Regions from separate parts of the Mus musculus genome. Here region 2 is linked to region 1. The links are chromatin contacts, called in public HiChIP or PLAC-seq maps. All regions are on one chromosome and are shown on one strand. Each heading gives the region's core, a stretch centred on a gene start, on an enhancer-like site or on the middle of the called end of the contact. The rest is flanking DNA. Distances are from core to core; before and after follow the strand shown.

What was found. HiChIP or PLAC-seq counts read pairs in DNA pulled down with a chosen protein or histone mark.
Region 2: a contact with region 1 is called in an H3K4me3 HiChIP or PLAC-seq map of neural tube, with 5 times the contacts expected there. The contact joins the promoter of Gnai1 here to the promoter of Cd36 in region 1. A contact is called at or near these places in 1 of 39 promoter capture datasets (hippocampal neurons), 1 of 484 Hi-C or Micro-C datasets (stem cell-derived neural progenitor cells) and 2 of 115 datasets of contacts at active chromatin or transcription factors (embryonic limb bud and neural tube).

Annotation. Positions count from the first base shown.
Region 1 is chr5:17,833,880-17,838,252 of GRCm38.p6, reverse strand. It overlaps Cd36 (CD36 molecule), which reads left to right and starts at 2,357. Exons shown (of 15, transcript NM_007643.4): 1 at 2,357-2,635.
Region 2 is chr5:18,357,986-18,362,358 of GRCm38.p6, reverse strand. Gnai1 (guanine nucleotide binding protein (G protein), alpha inhibiting 1) reads left to right here and starts at 1,946. Exons shown (of 8, transcript NM_010305.1): 1 at 1,946-2,307. The coding sequence starts at 2,190.

The sequences.
Region 1 (4,373 bases), core at 1,108-3,607:
TCTGTTTATTTATGGCTGGAACTGATATCTATAAGGCTAGGGGAACTTCCTGAGGAACGTATTGGCTCAAAATACTGAATCAAGTGATATTTAAGGATGAAAACCTGGGTCTGGTGAGATAGCTCAGTCAGTGAAGCATTTGAAGATGACAGCCCTGTACTCAGAATCCATGTGAAAAGGTGAGGTTTCTAGTCTTAGTGCTGGGGAGATGAGATAGGCATATACCTGGAGCTTATGGCCAGACATCCTCGCATAGTCACTGAGTCCCTGATGCTAGTAAAGACCTTGTCTCATAAAACAACAAAAAAGAAGTAGATAGCATACAGAGGAATAACACCTACAGTTGTACTCTCTCCTCCACATACATGTGTGTATATCAACACATGTATTCACCTGTACTGATGCACATACATGATTACACATATATGTATATACCTTCTCTCTATATACACATACATAAAAAGCAACCCAACTCTTTACTCTTAAATGATCATAGCATACACTGCCTTAGTGCTCAAGTTGTTATTTAGCTGCATATGTAGCAGAGGATGGCCTAGTCAGCCATTGATGGGATGAGAGGCCCTTGGTCTTGCAAAGAATCTATGCCCCAGTATAGGGAAATGTCAGGGCCAGGAAGTGAGAGTGGTTGGGTGGGTGAGCAGGAGGAGGGGAAGGGTATAGGGGATTTTTGGGGAGGAAACTAGGAAAGGGGATAGCATTTGAAATGTAAATGAAGAAAATATCAAATAATAATAAAAAAAGATTACAAAAAATTCATGTTGTGGATTCAATTCCATGGTGTGCCTTTTGCATCTTGAATAGCAAGAGCTGTTGGCTATGAGGTTGGACAACATCTACCAGTGGTCTTAGTGAATGTAAATTTGGTGTTTTGGCATGTACAGTGGAAGATGTAACATTTTACTCTCCAGAGAAAGTCAGAAGATACATATGACATTAGTGTGACTAATAATCAGTCAAGTGAATGCAATGTTCATGTGCACATCTATTTGCAGGAAATATCGTTTTCTGTTAGTGCCCCTATCTTCCTAAATTTGTATTGATCTTCCCAATGTTGTTAAATATTCTCTTTATGACTTAACTTTATCTGTACTTGTGTTGGAAACCTAGCTCTAGATGGCTGTGTTGGTATTTATATGCATGAGAATTAAATCTGAGGGAAAAAAAGTATTTATATCAAAAAGATTGAAGTCCATAATACATTTGTAGAAAATTCACAATCCTGGTTAAAATATTTCTTAAGGTATTCTTTTTCTTTCCTTGTCATATCATGCAATGTAGATACATTTTTCACAGTTTTAAGGTTTCCTTTCCTATAAGTAACTCGTTCAATATGAAACGCATAAGTAACTTATATTGAGGGTTTACAAGATGGTGTCATCACTTTTCCCACTGAAATCAAAGTCAAAACCCCTATAACCCTGAAGTATGTTAATGACCTTTTGGTAGTAGTTAAATAAATATATTGGTGTTATCCCCTGGGAAACCTCATGAGGCTAAGAAGGAGTTTCAGATGTTCTCCAGTCATTTTTCACCCCTGTAAGTGAGAGGGAGATCTGCCAGGGTCACACACCAATGGCAGGCACAATGTAAGACCAAGGAATGGCTTATCCCTGAGCTTATGAGCTAAATATATTCTTGCCCGTGACTCTTAGTTGCTTCATTTCAGGAGCGACCTGGAGACGATTTTCTAGTGAGCTTGCCAGCTTTTGGCCGTGATAACCTTATGAGGGTTTTGCCTGTCTGCTAGTGGATTTTTTGTGAGAATATTCTTCCCATTGTAGATCTAGAATGGCTGAGGTTGATGACATGCTATGCTCAGTAGTATTAGAGTTGTTTGGTACTTGTGCTTTCTATTTTGGATGAATATATTTAGGCTATTTTTTTTATAAGCATATCACCATCCTCTTGAAATTTCAGCTAAATTAACAACAAAAAATGACAAATAGTTAAGAACTTCCATCTAGAACAATGGGCCATTTCCTTTTGTAAAATTTGTTTGTCATCCCTGTTGATTGACAAGAGTTTCCAATTGTTTTCCAAATTATGAATCTGAAAGTCTTCAGGTTCATGCTAGGTAGTATAGAAAAACACTCTTCTCTGCACTTTATGACCTGAGATTTTCAGGCTTTGTTGGGACAGACCAATCAGTTCCCTAATTTACTTCCCCCTTGCTGCTACACTCCAGCATCTGGAATAACAATTACAATGGAAAACAAAGTATAGAAGGGGCGGCTCAAATCAGGGGCGGCTCAAATCAGTTCCGTTGGTTCTCTGGCCTCTGACTTACTTGGATGGGAACATGGCCAAAAAAAAAAAAAAAAGACTGCTGAGTATTTCAAATGTAGGTGATGGGTCTTCACCAGAAATAGACCCTTGTGAGCTTAACTAGCAGTGAAGTGTGACTTTTTTCTTTCTCTTCTTTTTTTCAATTCCCTTGGCAACCAACCACAAATTAGCATCTGACATTGAATTTTTTAAAGCTCGTTTCAACTCTCACACACATAAGTAGTGAGGAATTCAGGGTAGGGGTTTTCTACTGAGGACTTTTTCTTCTTCACAGCTGCCTTCTGAAATGTGTGGAGCAACTGGTGGATGGTTTCCTAGCCTTTCAAAGGTAAGTTATATGGGATTTTCCCTTTACATTAAAAAAAGAAAGAAAGAAAAATTTGTCTGCCTTTACACTGAGAGGAGATAATAGCATTTTAAAACACTTACTATGAAAAATGTCAAATGAAGAATAAATAAATCCATTGTTTTCTTACAGTCTTTAGGCTTTATTGAATGCTTATATGTTATTTACAGATCTACCTATATTTTTGCTGGATAGTATTAAAATATTGTTCAGTGACAAGTGATATTTTAGTTTATGATTTTTGATATCATGTATATTTTCAACACTCCTTTGTCAATATTTAAAATGATTTATAGGCCAATTTGGGTTTTATTCAAAACTTCTCTATTTAAACATGATTTTTACTTTAAAATATAAGAACATTTTTCAAGAGTGTTGATACAGTGAGATTAGTATATAAACAACTTGTAAATCTTATAGAGCACTCTGTCTTGAATGCAATTTGTTAACTATTTGCTGTTGTTCAGTGTCATTAGCTTGTTGAAGTTTCAGTGGACAATTTGTGGTGAACTTGATTATTTTCTCCACAGTTAGGAGTAAGGCAGGAATTACATATACATTTACTGAGCACTTTTCTCTAATGAACAAAAATATTTTACTTCCCAAAAGGAGTGGGTAATTTCAAATAATTACTTTAAATTTAATTAATGTGTATCAGTATACTACTTAAATGTAAAAATGAAAGAAAATTAATGCCTTTGAAAATTAAAAAAATCATTTCAAATACTAGTAAGTTATTTCCCTAAATCATAATTTTGGGTTTAAAGAATAGATAACACATTTTAGAAAAAAATTAACTACCTAATTATTAACTATTATTGTTATTAACTAAGTAACTATAAATGGCATAATTTTTAATAATAAATTTGAAATGTTTCTAAAGATGTAAGGATCCAAGACTTTCCAGTCCTTTCATAAATAATTTTAAGTTGGCAATGTCTTTTGAAAGTCTAAGAGATCCTTGCTGTACATACTACTTTGTAAATAAGTAAAAATAAAATCCTCAAGAAATTTTACTAGTTGATTTTCCAAGAGTCTTTTAGAGTATATAAATGAACAATGTAGAAAACCCTTTCCACTAAAATCATTATTGAACCAGAACAATAAACCAAATTTAGATTAACAGATAACAGGCTGGCCTGGAGAAAATATTAAAGTTAACAATGGGTGGGGTATTTGTACAGAGTGTACTGAAAAGTTTGGAATTAATTTTGAAAGTCACAGTTGCTCCTCTTACCATTAATAAAAATTATGGTTATATTTCTCTAAATTTGAATAATTTTAATATTTTTGCCTACTTTGCTTTTCATTTCCTGAAGGAACCAATTTTGTTACTATTTTGTGATTTAATTCACAGTTTTATAGTTAACTTTCTAAAATATTCAATTGCATGGTCTGATAGAGTAGTTATTTCACCACTGAACAAAAATTTAATATTACACGTGCAATGTATACAATCAGATTTTATTAAAATTTGAAAATATTTATGCAGTTTTTATATAACTACAATTACTGCACTTTTCCAAATTATGGTATTGGGCAACAAAACATTAGTTATTACTACATTGCAGTTGCTTAAAATAATATTACATAATACATGAAACTCATTATTTGCACATTTTAACTTCTTCTTGTGTACACTTGTAATCTTTCTTAATCTATATCAATCTTGGAGAAAATAGAATAACAAAATAATTTACAAAAAAACACAACTGAATCC
Region 2 (4,373 bases), core at 697-3,196, 520 kb before region 1:
TCACACTTTGCCTATTAATCTTTTAGTTAGATATTCATATGAAACAAAATATTCCCTAGTCTGGACTGAATGCTTATGTCTCCTCAGTACCCTTCGGCTGAAGCCCTAACACCCTGGTCTGGAAGGCAGAGCCCTTGGGAAGTACATAGAGATGGAATCCTGAACGTGGCGGGCCAATATCAGTATGAGAAGAAAGAATTCTCTTCTCTCATCCCTGGTCCTCTTTCCTCAAGAAAACCCTCACTGGAGAGAGAGCTGGATCCATTGGCCCTTTAATCTTAGATTTCCAGACTTGAGAAATAAATGCCTGCTGTTGAAGTCATGTGATCACCATACTTTGCTATGGCAACCAGTTCAGGGCTCCAGTGCTCAGTTCCCTGCCCACCAGCTTCCCTGGAGAGTTCTTCCAACATCCTCTCAGAAGTGAGGATTATTTCCTCATGTCCTTGACGAGCTTTTCAAAGGGAAGGGGCAATTCATATAAGTCTTTGACAATTCCTATACAAGGTGTGCAGCTTCACCATGCCTCAGTCCTGTTTCCCTTTTGGCTGGCCCCACACTTATCTGGCCTGAACCGTGGAGGAAGGACAGTCAACTGATGGCTGCAAATGGCCCAGTCACATTAGATTTCATTAATTCTGGAATTCTTGATGAACTTTTGGAGTGTCAGGAAACACAAAGGAGGTAGAAGGTGACCGAGTACCCTAAAAGTGTGCGGGTTTTGTTCTATTTTGAAAGAATCCAACAAAAAGCGGAGGGAGTTCTTAAGATTGCTTATCTTGTGCCCCGCAGGTGTGACTCTAACAAAACGGAAACCTATAAGCTCTGCTTGCTCTGAGGGACCCAACCTGAAGCTAAATATTCAAATGGGAGCCAGAGACTAATTGCCTAATTTTTATCTCGTCGAGGAATGTATTTTCTTTGCTAGTGGCTTCATCATCTAATTCATCAACATTTCTCCTATAATCAGCAGTGCAACTGACAGGAGAGTCCAACCTTCCACCTATGCTCCTCCCCTCACGCTGGATGAAAAGCCATCTAGTCCTTGGCCTGCCCCTGGAAAGATGGACTGTAGTGTAGATCAACAGCTCATTTAAAAGCAAGGAAGCTAAGGCCTACAAAAAGAAATGCCATGCCTACTGGCACAGGAGTTACAACAGAGCCATAAACCATGGGTAGGCAGCTTGGCAAGACACTTACAAGTGCCCTAAAGGCGATCCATTACCACAGAGGCCGCAGACTTGTTTGTGTGTTTTACTGCTCACGCCATTTTAAAACAATTCTTTGATTCTTTGTCAAACGTTTCTGTCGGATTAGGAAGAAATTCCTTAGAAATGTGTTCCCTTATGAAAAGGGAGGTGAGCATAGATCAAAGGGAGAGCCAGAGGAAAAGAGAAAAGGCAAGGGAGGAAGTGAGCATTGGCAACCCCAAGACCCCAATTCCCGCTTGGTTGCTCCCCACTTCGGGTTTCGCAGGGCTCCATTTCTCGCTCATTTCGCTCTATTTCCCACGGTTCTTTACCTAAGCCTACACATTTTGTAAACCCTTGGGTGGCTGCAGGCTCCGGGCATGCTCAAATGCCCTGGACTGCCTTTCCTCACCCCTTGCTCGCAACTTTGGCAAGCGTCCCACTCGCGCTCTTAAGGGGCAGGTACCCACGGATCCCCCGCAGTGGTCTCCAAAGCGTGGGAGGGGGTTAGTGAGCTCCCAGGCGGAGCTGGAGAAGTCAGCGGCCGCACGGGGCACCTCGTGGGGGGACCTGCAGGAAAAGCTGGGCTCGGCGATCACGCGGGCGCGCGGCGGTCGGAGGGGGCGCTGTCCGACGGCACGTGCGCGGGCGGGCGTGAGCGCGCGCTGGGAGTGGTCGCGGGGCGGGCAGGGGCGGGGCCGCGGCGGCGCGCGGACGCCGAGCTCGCTCGGGCTGTGCGCGGCTGCGGCTCGGCCACGGGCAGCTGCGGTGGCGGCGGCGGCGGCGGCGGCGGCAGAGCCTAGCGGTCGCAGGGATTCGCGGGCGCGGATCGCGGAGTGTCGCCGGCAGGGACGGCCGCCCGAGGCGGCAGCGTGCGGACTAGCAGACCTCGCCTCCAGCTTGCGGGAGCTGAGGACGTAGCGGGGCCGCCTCCGGGCCAGCCTCTCCTCGCTCTGCCAGCCGGCCCCGGCGCCGAGGGCGCGGCGACGCTCGGCCACCATGGGCTGCACATTGAGCGCTGAGGACAAGGCGGCCGTGGAGCGCAGCAAGATGATCGACCGCAACCTCCGGGAGGACGGCGAGAAGGCGGCGCGGGAGGTCAAGCTGCTGCTGCTGGGTGAGCGCGGCCGTGGGGACGGGGCCCGGGCCGGGGGACAGCGGTGAGCGAGCGCGGCATCCCAGTCCCTCAACAGCGCAGGCGGCTTCTTGGCCGCGGCGGTGACTGTCGCGCGACCTCACTGGCAGCCCAGAGTGTGGCGGGGCGGCGGGACGCGTGGGAATCCGATCTTTGAAGTTGAGCTTTGCCCTCCCTAGATGAGGGACAATTCGGGACCACAAAGCCAAGCACCCCCTCTCCACGGAAACCCGGTGGTGAGAGGTGTCGTGCCGCGTTGCGCTTTGCCCACGCCTGGAAAGTGCCACGTTGGGTGGCCTCGGGGCTCTCTTTGTGGGTCCTCTTCCTCTGCGGGGTCTCAGTGATCTTCCTGTCAACTTCATATGGCGACTCAGTGAGTGGAAAAGAGCGCTGAGATTTTCCCTGCGTAAGGACTTGAGCTGCTCTGGAAGCTGGATTTTGCCTGGGTGGGGGATGGAAACCACCAAAGTTGGCTTACGTTTGCTCTCATAGTAGGAAGGGAAAGAGGCTTCGCGGGTGAAAACAGCCCTGACAGGTGCGAAAGGCTCCTCGACCACAGGGTCGTTCCTCCACTGCGGTGTTCGCTCCAGTGAGGTTTGACAGCTGCACACCATGCTTTCTTTCTTCATTCTTAACACTGTTTTGCTAATAGGCGACGTGAAGGTCTTTCTTCCAGTTTTTTTGAACGGAGGAAAAAAAAAAAAGAGTAGATCCGGATTTTGATTGAGCGATATAAGGAAAATATTCACAGGTTATGGTTTTTTTAGATCTGTGAGTCAGGGTTTTTCCTTTTGTTTGTTTTTCTCCCACACTGTAGGTATTTAGGCAGATGATAGATTTCTTAGAATCTTCGTTTGCACTTCCAGCGATTTGCTTGTGTTCTTCTCACAGTTGTGATAAAAGAGAAACATCGCTGCACAGATCTGCTTTTTAGTAAGCTCCCGTTTCATTGGTTTAACGACTGCAGAAAGATGGTGGTTATTTCCTTCTTTCTCCATTACTAGTAGGCTTAGAAGAAGCAAACTTGGCATGACTAAAAGTAATAATGATCTGAGTCATTTTGCAAGCAAACTGTGAAATAACTTTGCATTTTAAAGACCTGGGTGGTGTTTTTCACCCATCACAGCCTCCCCATAAATCTTTCTCTGTAAATAGGATTGACTGAGTTTTTATATTAAAAAGATACTGTCTTTCCATGAGATCGGCGTGTTTTTAGAATATTAGCCACAGAACCATGTAACTTACAATAAACATAAAATAAAGGGATTAGACAGTTCTTTCTCTGTGGCTTCAGAGCACCTGCTTGGAAGGTCTCCTTGGTTGTAATACTGTTCTCAGTTGGAGCTACCATCCACCACATTTAAAGCAGTTGTAAAATGAGCCCTCCCAGTGATAGTGGCAGCTTATCTTTTAATTAGACACCTATGAAAGATTTGAAAAATGGAATTTTTGCAAGCTTCAGAATGCAAGGTATCTCTTTTTATCACTGTTGACGATTTGAAGTTGATAATTCTTTGTTGTTCTCTGTGTGTGTGGAGGTATCCTGTGTGCTGTTGGATGTTTAGCAATGAAGTTGACCTCCACCCATTAGATGCTAATTGCTGCTCACCCTTTCTAATCTCCTAAAATGTTGCCAAACGCCCCCTGGAGGCAGAAATGTAACCTCTGCGGAGAACCACTGTTTTAGATTAATAATTAAATATAGTTGAGTGTGTAACATGCAGCTGAAGTTGATCTCTCTTACCATCTGTGGGGAGTTAATGAGAGATGTACCAGAGTCCTGATTTTCAGAAGAAATTATACAGTTCTTATTCCTCCAAACCAGTGCATGAGAAGGATTCTAAAGTTATAAACAAGCAAACAAAGAAACAGTGAAGGAATTCCTTTAAGTGTTGTTTCTAGCTTTGAGGTTTTGCTTTCATCTACAACTGTATTTTCTGTCGAGAATTCCAGCCCACCCCTGTCTTCCTGTGCACCACTTCATCCGACACCCTAGTTCCCATTTAAGAGAAAAAAAAAATCCTTGTGTACTTATTTCGCAAATCTTA